Linked DNA regions of Anas platyrhynchos: region 1 is linked to region 2. The links are chromatin contacts, called in public Hi-C maps. All regions are on one chromosome and are shown on one strand. The core of a region is the stretch at or near the end of the contact, and the rest is flanking DNA. Distances in the headings are between cores, read along the strand shown. Region 1 overlaps KIAA1143 (KIAA1143 ortholog). Region 2 has its middle 8.9 kb from the start of CTNNB1.

The links. Hi-C and Micro-C count contacts between places; a contact is called where the count stands out from the background.
Region 1: a Hi-C map of skeletal muscle shows a contact between it and region 2, with 2.1 times the contacts expected there. The contact joins two enhancer-like sites. A contact is called at or near these places in 2 of 8 Hi-C or Micro-C datasets (skeletal muscle and subcutaneous adipose tissue).

The regions. Positions count from the first base shown.
Region 1 is chr2:113,575,022-113,581,854 of IASCAAS_PekinDuck_T2T, forward strand. It overlaps KIAA1143 (KIAA1143 ortholog), which reads right to left. Exons shown (of 3, transcript XM_027451158.3): 3 at 3,777-6,833. The coding sequence ends at 6,819. Among named protein-coding and RNA genes, the nearest start is that of KIAA1143, 11 kb to the right of the region's middle. Within about 2 kb of position 2,305, at least 4 of the 8 cell types and tissues checked have an H3K27ac peak or open chromatin away from gene starts, as enhancers often do.
Region 2 is chr2:113,349,486-113,356,376 of IASCAAS_PekinDuck_T2T, forward strand. It overlaps a transcript of CTNNB1 not described here. Among named protein-coding and RNA genes, the nearest start is that of CTNNB1, 8.9 kb to the left of the region's middle. Within about 2 kb of position 1,971, at least 5 of the 8 cell types and tissues checked have an H3K27ac peak or open chromatin away from gene starts, as enhancers often do.

The DNA of each region.
Region 1 (6,833 bases), core at 1,055-3,554, 230 kb after region 2:
ACTGGCCTGCACCTTTCATTTTTGAAGTACGGCGCACTAAAGCAGACACATTACTCCAGCTAGGGTCTGGAGCAAAGAATAAGCAGGGTAGGATTGCTTCACTTTTCCTCCCCATGACAAGTTATTTATAGAGCCCAAATTGCAGCAGCTTTCCTCACATCATGGCCTGTGTTCAGTTTTTAATTCGCAGTAGCCACAGATCACTCCTGCAGGATGGCCACTGCGTCAGTCACTCCTCATTTATGTATGCTGTTGGCTACAGGAATTCGGTGGCAAGATCCTGGAGTGTTAAAACACTTAACTCCCTTGAATTTAAACCTCTTCATCTCAGATTGCCCTGATCAAGTTAGCTAGTTGTCCAGGAGGAAAGCTGAATCTCTGTTCAAATCTATACTGCATGGGATTAGATTTATCTTACACAATCTGGAAACGTGCTATGAGGAACCAGCTATTTTTTCTCTTCCTGCTCTGAAGGTGGATCCTTCTTCATAGCAGCTGCCTGTGCATGGAGCAATTGGCATGTGCAGCCTCAAGCAGATGGAGAACAAGGTTCCTGGTAGTAATGGGGCCTAAACAGCACAAAAAGGCACTGCAGTAAGAAAAAGGCTAACTCTTCATGTGCCACAGTGGTATTTTACCTGAAATACAACTCCAAGGTAGCAGCCACTGTTGTAAGTTACCACATTAAGCACAATAGCAGTGAACTTTACAATATCCTCTGAATTTCACCTTCCTCTAACTTGGATTTTTAACAAATATGTATAATTTGGCACGATTACAAATGAATAGTGGCATACCAACTGGCTCAAAGGAACAGGTCCTCTAATTCCCACCAACCTTGGATGCGTAATTCCCACAGGTGCCTTTGAAACCCCCTGTTCTGAATGTTGTGTTCGTTGGATAAACACCTCAAACATCACTGGCTTGCTACGCAAACACGGTCTGCCTGGAGTAATTTATGAAAATCGTAAAATTGATTTAAGCTCTGCTCAGTGCTCCATAAATTTTATGCAGTCCTTAAATTATAAAACTGCTGCTGCTGCTGCTGTGGCACCGCTCAGAACAATGCTTAATCTCTTCTCTAGGGATAGTTGGCGTGTCAGAGGAGAAAAGAGGAGACTGAGGCAGCTGAATTGTTTGTTTCAATTTAACAGGGCAGAATAAAACAGCCTGGGTGCCAGGGCTCTAGTCCCACTGCGACTGCGTGCATCAAGTTTTTATTGCCAAAAGAGCTGTGGTAGCCTTCCCTTGCCTTTCCTTTGTATTAAACCAGAAAATACCTTTCCCTGATTTCACAAGGACGCTTTTTGCATACAACACCAGATTTGTGAAGGACAACTACGAGACACTTGAGGTGTTCCCTTCTAATTTCTAATTGGGGTGTTCCTGTCCTCAGGATACACAACAAAATGCTGCAACTGTCCAATTGCACACTGGTGTAAAAAAGCTCTGCAGATCTTATTATGTCCTTACCAAGTAGTCTCTCTCTCAACACAAAATCCTAAAAAAAATAATAAAAAAAAGTACTTTTTGCTTTTGCTAAACTTAGACTTTTTAGAAGTATCTGATTCTTTTTATCTCTACATTCTTTGGCAGAGATTTAAAGGCATCATTTTTGGCACTGAATCTAAGGCAAGGTAAAATAAAAGTCCTACTGTAGAGAAACTATGTTTGGGTGGGCTCCTCACTCTTAAACTTGGCGTGCTCCCATAGTAAAACTGCAGACGGCTTTGCCTTGACCAAACAACTTTGTTTTGTTCTAACTGAGATTAAGAGTACCCTTGTTTTTCTGGCGAAGTCTCGTCTGCAATAGCCCAGTTTTCAAAAGCAAGTGCTTAGTACATTATTAGAATCGCTCTTTTCAGTGTTTCGACCTCAGCATCCACCGTCAGTAGCTGCTAGGTGCTCCTTCGCAGCACTGTCACTTCCCAGCCCTTTCCACCCTCCTGATAATGTTTCCTGGTCTGTCATTCAGTCGAGCTGTCATTTTGAAGGGATGCATTTGCAACCTTTCTATGCTCACACTTCTCTCCCACGTAACCCTGTGAGTTTCATTCTCCTTCGTATGCTGTGTTTTTGCTCAGAGGTATACAAACCATCTGTGCCTCTAATACAATGTTCTTAAATAGCCTCCAGGCAGAGCTCTATGTTTTTTAAGTATTTCTCTTTGCCCTTCAGCCTGCTGTTAACCATTTTCCTCATAGTTTTATAATCTGCCCTTTTAAAGTTCGTTGTTACTACGCTGTCCCTAAGGGAACAACTCTTTCATGATATCAAAACCAAAAGTGTGCCGTGATCACCGTTACCCCGTGGAGGCTTCACAACAATAACTCGAATAACTTCTGCCTGTTTCAAGGTAGCTTCCTCTTGCCCATGGCCCTAACTAAACAGGCATCGCACTGAGGACTGCCACAGGAGTCAAGGGAAAGGAAAGCTTTGCCATATGGATTGGAATGGCACCAAAAGCCGCTTTACATCTCCTGAGAGAGGAAAAACTGCTTTTGCCAGCTGTTGCTTTACCTCCAAGAAAGAAAGAAAGAAAGAAGAGGTGATGATGGGAAAAACACCGTAAAATTCAGTCTCTGTCACCTCCCAGGGGCTGGATCTGAGGGTGTAGAGGTTCTGAAAATGTTTAGGTCTACAGGAGGCTACAGCCACTCCCGTAAAACCCAGTAGGGTTTCTTCCATCTGTGATGGCTGGCCCTGTGACAGCTGCCTCTGGAACGGTCTCGAGGAAGTGGGGCAGAAGGGCAGGCCCACGACACGGAAAGCCTCTTTGCAGGTTAACACCGCATTGCAGGAACGGGATGACACTGAAGAGGCAGCTGATAGACCGGGCTTTCTGTCTGGTAAATAGACAAAGGATTGATTTATGGCATCGTGCCACGGGAAAGGGCTATAGGTTATTAACCAACTTCAATGGACAAACACTTGCTGAGGCTGCACATCATACTTCTTGTGCTGTACCAAAGGTAATGACTCATCTTCAGGCATGCCTGATGTCCTTGAGAGTGCAATTGGCTCTACAGAGCCAAGTGAAGCATTACTTAGTTAATACACTACAGCACAGGGGAAACAATCAGCTGAAACGATGACATTGCTACTTCCTGCTTCATTATAAATCTGCAGCTTCCTAACAGGATTATATACTGGAGCACTGTTAAAAAAAAAAAGACATTAAGTCCTGTGATGAAACTTAAAAAATGTGCAATTAGAACAGCTAAATAGAGCTTTCTTGTGCTCAGTGTCTGCAGAACACAGCCTTTGATCCTCCAAATGATAATTCCTGGACACAAAAGCTATCAGACTACTGGCTCATCCCTTCCTACTTAGGCAAATTAAATGAACTCTTGCAGTCCAACAAATTTGTCCTCACTTGAGAAAAAAATAAATAACTTTACGAGCCAGGCTAGGGATATAACCAAAGGTTTCAGGAACTCCTGGGTTACCTGCCCATACACGCATTTTCTTTCTCACTCTGCCCCGTACCTTTGTTAAGTCCTTCCTCAATAACTCGGCATTCTCAAGGATCCACCTTGATTGCTATCATTTACAGATCCTATTTCTTTTGAATACAGAGTGATTTCCTTCCTTGCGCACACACATCAGCACCACTCTGAAATAAGGTGCTTGGAAAGTTGAGATCTAGCCTCCACTATCAGCATCCATTGCTAGCACATTGCTATTATGCTACCACAGTTCACCAGGTTTGCTCCTGCTTACTGTGTAGCTAATAGTGAGAAATAACACCATCAATAAATGCTTTTGAGTCTTAATGAGCTGGAAAATTTCAAGGATTTTATTAATAAAAACTGTACAAAATTCCCATATTAGTTAACAGGCCACATTGGAACAGGTTTCCTGTACAGGGTAACAAACCTCAGCTACTTTCATTCAGCTCCGTGATAGGGGCATGGAGAAAGGGGGGAAATATATTCCCCACTACAGGAGAGGAAAAGAAAAAAAGCGAGAAAAAGCCAGGAAGTTTGTCCATTCTAGTGGACAGCCCCACATTTCATGTACTTACTCACTTTGGCTTCCCCTTTATTAGAAAGTTCTTGCAATTATTTTTTTCCACGGTCCATTGCTCAAGACAGGTGATTGCTTAAGACAGTTTCACATTTCTTTCCAAAATGAACGAGTAATTGTTCTCTTTAGTCACAGGTTTCATGGGGTGTTGATGGCGTATGTAATTTTCCTGGTGTGTCGCATTAAGAGCGCCGATTTTCACATGACTACTTGACTAAAACACTTTTGTGCATCACTCACACCTCTTAATAAAATATATCCAATTAGTTGTTGTTAGGTGAACTGGGAGTGAAATACAACGAATACAAAGGTCTCCTGGTCAGAGCACTACAAATCACAGCTGGAATAAAGGAAAGAAAGTGGGTTTCCGTATCCACCTTTCTTTCCCCTGCTGCGCTGCCTGAAGAGCAACATACCTTTCATTACGTTATTTCCAAGCAAACCCAATTAATGTATTTGCATTCCAGACATCTGTCATGAAGTTGCAGGGCAGGGGCGTGATTAAGCATAAGCACTGCACCCAGAATTTTGAGGTAACTCTCTTTTTACCAGACTTCAATCTAACAAGTCTTTCAGTAGAAATAGAAAATTTTGTTTAAAATTTTAATTTTAAAATTAAAATTTTGAGGCCTCTCAGCAATTGCTGAGAGGCCTCAAACAAGAACTCACTCTTATTTTGAATGTGTTAAATAGGCTCCCCGTTTGGGACGCCCTCCCCGATTTTAAGGAAAATGTGAATTCTCTCTGATCCATGGCAAGGATTTATCCCTTGACAACCACATCTCCTGAGCTGCCTTGCAGCTAAAGTGACAAACTTTCAGGCTGTGCAAGGAAAACGTAAGCAAATGTGGTTTAGTGCTGATGGACAAAACTGAAAAAGTTTAGGTAAGCATTCACTGGTTAACTCATTCTTGCAGATTGGTCTCAGAAAGTCAAAGCATATACTCAGTCATTTAAATGTGACCAAATATTCCTTCAGAATACTTTAACACTACAGTATTCCTCATGGATATAAATAGTTTTTTAAAATGGAATCAAACAAATGTTAGGCATACAAAGAATACGGAAAGATTAATCCCTGGGAACCTTTGATTGTGTATATCCTACATTTTTCTTTATTATGTATGCTGAATACAGACAAATTATGTACCTACAAATGCAAGATGTCCTCATGGGAATCCTCAGGCTGTCATACTGCATCTCTCTGGCCGTTCTAGTATCAGACCAGTGCCACCTCGGTACTGTAATATGTATTTATAGGCCTGGTTTTAATTTTCTGGAAGGACAATATACCTATTCATCTTCAAAATCAGGGACGCTCCCAATTAGTTAGAAATAGTAGGCAGGCTTGCATCTGATCTTATGCTGTAAGAGGATGTGATATTTGGAGACAAGTAGCAGTCAAAATAGGCTTCATTATCAGGTGACTCCAAAAATCCCATTTTATGCATCGAATTTTTCATTTGAACACCTTTGGACCACTTAGAGAAATCATAATTTATTGTTTAATACCAGATTAACAAACTAAAACCAGCTGATTCACACAGCTACTTCAAATTTGCTCCTCAACGAAGCTTTACAGCCCAAATGATTTCAAATTACCTGTCACACAGCACAGGAACTGGTTTCATTGTCTCATACCCTGTAATTCTGCAGCAGTCTCAGTCGTGCTAGAGTACTGCAAGAACACACAATGCTATCAAGTCATTTCAGACTCACTAGTTCCATTTCTACCTCCTTGCTCTCCCCAGTCCCATCAGTTTTCAGTGTTGTTAGAACTTCTGCACACCCCATTACATAAATAATACAGAAATGGTCAATATCAGTGTACTGTATGTGGTCAATTAAAAAAAAAATTAAAACTTTGTATCACAGCTGTAGTATTTCTTGGCTTAATCTTCTGCTTACAATTTCCTATTGAAATAAAATCGGTTGTTTTCTACAGCTTAAAAATGAAATACATTTTAAAAAATAAACTGAGATCCCAAATAATTACAAAGACATATGTAGCAAACTGGAACAAATGCACTTCCAAAAAAACCCAACCCAACTTTAATACATCAGTGTGATAACCAAAGTGTAGTCTCAAAGGGTTTACACATCGTTCCTTTGCATTAATTGATACAATCAGAATTTTTGTATCTTGCTAGCACAATCAATCCAAATTAATTTGGTCCTTCTTGAACTGTATTCACTGAAGACAGCATTAGGGCTCTGTAATTTTAGCAAATGCACGCTCACTTACTGCAAGAGAGCTTACAAAAAAGAGCTAATCTGCCAAACCATACACGCGAAATTTAGCGCAAGCTTTTGTTAAGATATGAAGCAAAAGAGGTCAATCTCTGCTCCACAGCAATGAAGTCTCTCTTTTGAATGTTAAGCCAATAATAATTAAAAACAAAACAACATACCTCTCCATTATGGCCATTAGATAGAGAGGAAATACAATTTTAGCAATGGAAGACATTTTAAAATTAATTGATTGAAAATGTTTGTAAGCTGGACATGTACACCTGTATTTTGGTACTCATTTGTGATCACAAATAGCTTTGACATACATGTTTAAATGTTCTTTTAAAAATAAAGACATGAGATACTACTCACATAGTTCCATCTGAAGTGGAACATCTGAGCTCAGTTTTGCTCATGCTGGTTTTATACTAAGTTTCTCTAGCTGAACTATAACAAAGCAAGAGAAGATTTGGATACCATGCTCCAATTTCTAAGAAAACCCTCATTCTTACTCAAATACCTGGGAAGCATAACTAAAATATAAATACACACAACTCCTAATCATCATTTTC
Region 2 (6,891 bases), core at 721-3,220:
AGCCATACAAGGTTAAATACAACAGCTCTCAATAAATACATTCTGTATGCACAAAGTAAGTACAGAGCAGCAGTCCCAAGTTGTGTGGAGTAGTGCCATTTGCAGTCCTCATGCACGTTGACAACTCTGAATGGAACTGTCTTCATAATAGCTGTATGCAGCAAGCAGAGATTATTTTGAAGTTTGTTATAAACAAGCATTGCTGGGCCTTGAGTAGTGTCAAATTTGTCATGCAACAGGAGTAAATTTGAATTTAATTCCGGATTCAAGTCTCTCCTCATACCAGCAGTTTAAGGACATGGATAGACAAGAACTACTCTGAACCTCACTGAAAAGCTGGCTCTCAAATAATTGTTTAAACCTGATTGTGTACAGCCCTAAACCAAGCAACAGACAACTTTGATATTTTGGGAGGCTGAGTTTGAAACAGTCAAGTTACAGATTCCCTTATTATCCGCACCAGGAGTCAGGATATAAAACTTCATGTTTTTCACATTAATGAGGCTTCCTTCAACTTTCACCGCAGCTGGTATTTAATACAGGGTGAAAGTATCTTGTCAGGGTCATTTGAAGATCTCCCAAGTAAACAGAAGTAACTTGCACAATATGCAACAAAAAAAAAGTCAAACCTTACAGCCAAGGGAAAACACCCTGCATTTTCACAGCTCTAAAGAAGATGACACTATGTGTTTTCACAGCTCTAAAACATTTCTATCTTCTTCCAGTTTGGATGGCAGAAACACTTCTCTGCAGCCTTCGGTACCACAGCGTGAGTTACAGCAGCATTACTATTTTTAAGTGCTGTGCCAAGGTGTAGCAATATGAACTACTTCAGAGCATGTATTAAAAGCTAGGAGCTACCAACAGCGACAGGAAACTCAGCCTGCCTTCCACAGCACGTACCCACCCTGAAATCCAGCTCACAAGGGAACAAACTCACGAACTTTGGCTCATGACAGCACTGCTCTGGTCACTTCCTCAAGCAACATTTGCTCAACACAGTTCCCTCCAACCACTAAGCAATACCTCAGGCCAGCAATCAACTCAGTACTTGATGTAAATGCAACCAGGCCAAATTTATTGCAGCTGGAATGCTGCCAGCCAATACATTCGGGAAGTGCCTGCAGAAAGGCAGGCAATGCCTCGCAGCTGATCAGATCATGATGAGCCTCACTAACACAGAATATATAAAATTGTTCTTTAAGATCCATTGCTTCAGTCAAGCATTAGGAAATTAAGAAACCTGAACAGTATTTGTTTTGCTGACCTCTCTCAGAGGTTAACAGGTTGCAACTTCCAAGCTTTAAATAACCTTAATACATGCTGAAAGAGGCAAACTGGCTTAAATAGCCACAGCTCTGGAGTTGGGAGAGGGGTTTTTGACAGCATACACAGGTCTGTCCATGCTCACTAGGAGTTACCTCTGCTTTCAATCACTGTTTTTGCTGCTTCATTTCCATTTTTCCCCCTTCAAGCACCCCACTTTACTACTGCATCATTTTTCCTGTGTTTCTAGCCCTTGCCTTCTGCCTTCGCTTATCTAAAAACCCCTTCCAACAAGGCTGATTAGCCCACACACACTAACTCCTACAGGAGTTCAGTTGGTGCCACATCACCAAGTAGTGTTGTGCTGGCCTATTTTCAGTCACCTCAGCAATCTGAGGCCAATTAAGAGCACAGAGCAGAGTTTCTATTCACACGCTCGTTACCTAAAGCACACAGCATACAAATATTTCTGTTCTTCCAAGACTTCCAAGAAAGTTGATTACAGCTGCTTAATGAAACTGAAGTGCAGGCACCCAGTTGCCTGGGCTAGACTTCTGAACTGGGTTATAAACTGTGCTGAAAGAGGATTTACTCCTCCGAAGTGAGGGAAAGGCTCAGATTACAGGGACAGAAAGTTAGAGGCTTATCTTTGAGTCCATGCAGCCTTAAGCACACGTGACAGTATCACAGGAAAGGGGCCACCAGAGCTTCCCAATGCAGCAGGATCAGGGCTCTGCAGTGCCCTGACACTGTAAGGTGTCGCCTGATTTACCTTTCCCCTGCAAAAGGGACAGCAAGCTAGTGAAAAGTCACATCTCACCCAGCTTGTCAAGTGAGGACCTGTGTCAGCACCTTACATTTCAAGCATACAGGTGTGTTTTTGCTCCTCCCAGCCACACAACACCACCCAGAAAGGACAGAGTTAGTTTCAGTCTATCACTGAAGAGCACCTTTAACCCCTGACTGGAAGTTCAGGTACTGAAATGTATCAGAAATGGACTTGGTGAGCTTCCAGTGCCAAGTCAGCCACCTCTCAGCTTCAGGAAGTGAATTTCACTGTAGGACAGGACTTGGGCAGCTAGCACAGCATTTAGACCCTAACAGCTTGCTCAACATGTCAGGGCCTTCCCAGGTGCTAAGGTTAAATACTCTTTTAAATACAGCCCATTACAAGTTGCAGCAAAGGCACACTTCACACCAGTCTGACCAGTGAGAGCCACTGGTCAGCCAGGAAACACCCAGACGATGGCTCCAGGCTCTGGTTTTCACAGATCAGAATTCAGACCAAGCTCCACAGGTACGTTACAAAGCTCACACAGCTCATCTGGGCACAGATCTGGAGCTCTGAAGCTTGACATGCTGCTGGGAAGCCCCACGAATAAAGCTGACAAGTCATGTAGAGGTGCTCTAATACCTTTAAGACAGACATTTTATGGGAATTTTAGCCAAAGTTACCTGTTGATAGGTCACCCAGAGAGCTCAAAAGGTACTCAGCAGCTATCTCAGCAGAATTTATAACCATCAGTGATACTCTACAGAATTTTGTCTGGTGCAGGTCAGAGCCTAGGAGTGTATACTATGTTCAGCCCCATGACTGACACTGCAGACCTTCTCAGTCTCATATACTACTAGAGTATATTACTTCTGTAGTAGGTGAATGCTCATTGCACTAAGTTTTATCACTTCAGGGAAGCTATGGCATTAGTATCCACAGCATTTTTCTTCCCCTTACCTACAGAAGCACTGAGTTGCTGCAAGGAGTCTGTCAACCTAAGTGATTACATTCAAAGTTACAGGCACATGAACCGGCAGCTTCTAATAAGACCTGCAAATTCAGGTGCCAAAGTGATTTTCTCAAAGCTACACTTTGTGCACTTCAATTTGTTTGTACTCTGTAAAAATCACTGGTTGTCTCTGAGAGACACAAGCAGCAGCTATGCTCAAGCTGATAGTTCAGAGAAATTATCAGTTCATGTTGGAAAGTAATGGCTTAGAGCATTTCACTGGCAAGTACGACAACAGTAGAAAAAATCTATAATTTAATACAATGGTCAAAATTGGCTCCAAGTACCTGCGCATCCTTCTCTGTCCAAAAGAGAGAAGATGATCATCTTAACACTTACAGTAAGATGGGAGAAACTGCTTCAACTACTCATCAGGTGTTACATATCCAGCTTTAGCAAAGAAAAAACCATCCCTCCCCACAAAATGTGCCCACCAACCATTTGACAGCAGTTCACAGCCTAGTATTAAAGGACTGGTATGACAGATTCGGGTTTATGAACTTAATGCAAGTTCCTAACAAGATTAGCAACCCAATTACTCTGTCCTCACTGTTTAGATCAAATAAGCAGCACAAATTCACGCATGTAGCCTCAAAGCAGTTACTAAGTCACTTCTGTGCAGCAAGCGACTGAGATCTTTTGGTCACCAGCAGGCTCTTCTGATTAGGGCCTTCCTGCAGCATTTATTGTGCTGGAATACTTCCACAGCTGGGCAAAGCATTAAGAACACTTCTATAACCACTGTGTAAAGTCACCACTTCCTATCTGAGGGACACAGGGGCCTGCACTGTGCATGCTCCTGCCTTGCTGTGTTAGGGATGAGCTAGCAATTTTGCCTAAGGCAGAGTCTGCAAGCAGCCCTAACCTAATGAGCTTTTGGTCCATGTGCCCCCACTTTTACCAATTAAGTGGTCTTTAATGGAGACAGCAGCAGCCTGGGCCAAGCACCGCTCTTCTTATATGTGGCTAGGTAGGACTAAAAAGCTGCCACCACAACCACAGAGAGTCAAATACACCAGATTTAGGTTATTTATGTTCTTACAACACACTGTAAGAAAGTCCAGTTACAAACCACTGCCAGGCCTCAAGCTTCTTGCCCAGTTTTGAGCATCCAAAAGACAGATATAATCATTCTGCAGTCACTTGTGGCAGCATACATCACTAACAGGACTGGCAGCCACTGTATTACAGAAGTATCTATTACAGAAGTATCTTTCCCTGCTGTTTGTGTAGAATTTAAAGCTTCTACTTCCACACTTCTAACAGTGACAATGTAGCAAAGGATCTCCCTTTTTTTTTCTTAGGCTGCAACTGTGTAGCCAGCCCCGAAAATGGCTGTTAAACATTAATCTCTGATTTCAGAAACCAGAGCGATTAGTCATAATTGCACTGACACTAATGAAATACTGATGAATCTGAAAGCACACGTCCTGGGTGCCTCCGCTTGTCTGTCGGAACAAACACGTATTTACACAGAGACACGCTGCTGCTCCAAGAAGTACAGCTTAGGCAACAAACTTGCTAATGAAGCCTGACACTGATGTTTCTTCAACTCACTTTTAATTAAGGCGAACTGACAGTGCAGCAGCGTTTATCAGCACCTTTAGGATGTTAGGAGTTCTGGCCACTGGAGGGCACCTGAATAGTTGCCAGGACAATACAGGACGACTTGCTACATTTGCTGCAGAGTTGGCAAACTTGGCCAATTTACACAGATCAGTTTAGCACACACAGAAAGTCAGCCTAGAAATGCTGGTTCCAGCAAACATACCCAAACTGCACCCTGTGCATTTGTCAGCTGCAGTAAGTTCCAGTAGCTCATGCTACTTTTTAACAGCAGCAACCTAGAGTACTAGATTAACTCTTTCAACCTTTAAGGGGAAAATTTATTCCTTAAATAAGGCTCCAGAGCTGATATAGTATCAAATAGCAATGCAAATATTTCACTTCTGTAATACTGATACTCATCTAGTCATATATATTGTCCCCTAAAGCAACGGGGAACACAGGAGCTGTCCTGCAGTGAGGGCTGTGTACAGCATCCACACCCTCACCCTACCCCCAGATAACAGCACAGGGCATTTGCTTCCACACCAGATCAGAGTGAACAGATTCACAAGCAGGCACGAGCCACAGCTGAGTTTCATCTGCTCACACTATCGGTTTGGTGGTCATGCAGGCAGAGCTCCCTGCATGCAGTTTCCCCAAGTTCTCTTCCTCACACTTGGTTATCAGTCAGTGAAAAAAGCTCCTGGCTGCTACCACCCCCCCACCACCAAGAAGCAGAGACAGGCCACACAACACTAACTTGACACACCACCCTTTTTTTTTTTCCTGGTGAAACCCAATCACAAGATATTATGCCTTGAAATCAAGTCCCAGAGATGGATATTAAAATCAACCACTTAAGCTACTCACACTGCCAAGTCTGACCAACTCAGCTCATGCACCACAGAGCATCCAAGCACCCCCAACACAACCCTTCCCACGCCTAACCAGAAAGCCAGCCAGCAACACCGCCCTGCCCATCTCTCACCAAGACAGTCATTTCGCCTAAAGAGACCAGGGAAGTTGCACACAACACTTACTGCCAGGCAGCCTGCTGAATTCTGAAAAAATGAGCGTGGTGCCGCTTCCCAGCTGGAGCTGCTGCAGCCACCCAGCGAGGCAGGAGCCGCAGGACTTGCAGACATGCTGAGACCTATGCACAAGCCCCAGCTGCCTGCATAGTTTCTCACAGCCTTATCAGGCCCCGTGAAGTACGATGTTTGAGATAAGTAAGGTCAGTCCTGATTTTCCTGCCGTGGTATGCAGTCTACCAGAGCTACAGAACGAGTTTTGCTGCCACAAATCACCACAACCCCTGCGTTACCAGCTTTAACTATGAATTAACATGAGCGATTTTGATTACTGCCATATTTGCACAGTCTGCCTACTGCACAGTGTTCTGCAGGAACATCGCCATCCACAAGTTTCAGACAGCACAGTCACACTTCAGTTCACAAGACGGAGGCTTACGATCACTCTTTCCTGCCCCATCCTTGCTACCTCCCTTCTCTGCCCCTCACAAGACCCCAAAGTTAGCCCAGAAGGCCACCAGCACTGATTTTTCTTTACATCTGAGTTTACTCTTTGAAGTATTGTGTTCTGAGGAGTTAAGCAAGAGCTTCTGTTGATGTTAAGCCACCAAAAAAAAAAAAAGCCAAAAGCTAACCTCCACCTTCCAAAGAAAGCCTTATATCTATCTGAAGGGCAACCAAGTTTCAGGCCTGAGATTTGATAAGCCGGTTATTGACACACCGTGTAGTCATAGCAAAATGCTGGTGTTCATAGACTACATATCAGGCAAGAAGCCCAGCCTATTTATTGCTTTGGCAAGCAAAGGAAGCCTGCTTTACCGAGGATGCAACACAACATTGCATTTGAAGAACAGCCTGACTTTTGCAAACAAGCTTTACTTTACATTAAATCCTTGCTTTCGGAAACTTTCATGGTTTGCTTTTCTATCAGGATGTTTTTACACATTTATTCCCTGCAATCTTAAGGGGAGCAGCCAAACAGAGTAACATGACCATTCCCATGCGTATCAATATATACCTAGACAAATACCTGAGCCAATCGCCACAAAAATTACATTTGTTTGTATCTCCAGAACAGACACTCAATACAGTATTACATACAATGACAATTTTAGAGAGATTTAAGCCTTCTTTTAACAGTTTAGTAGCCTCACTTTCAGCAGTACCAGCCATTAGCAGTAGACACAGTAGCCAGATTGTTTGCAGCTGTCAGCACCTTTTATTAAATAAGTGCAAGTTTAACATTAGGTCCATGGATTGTC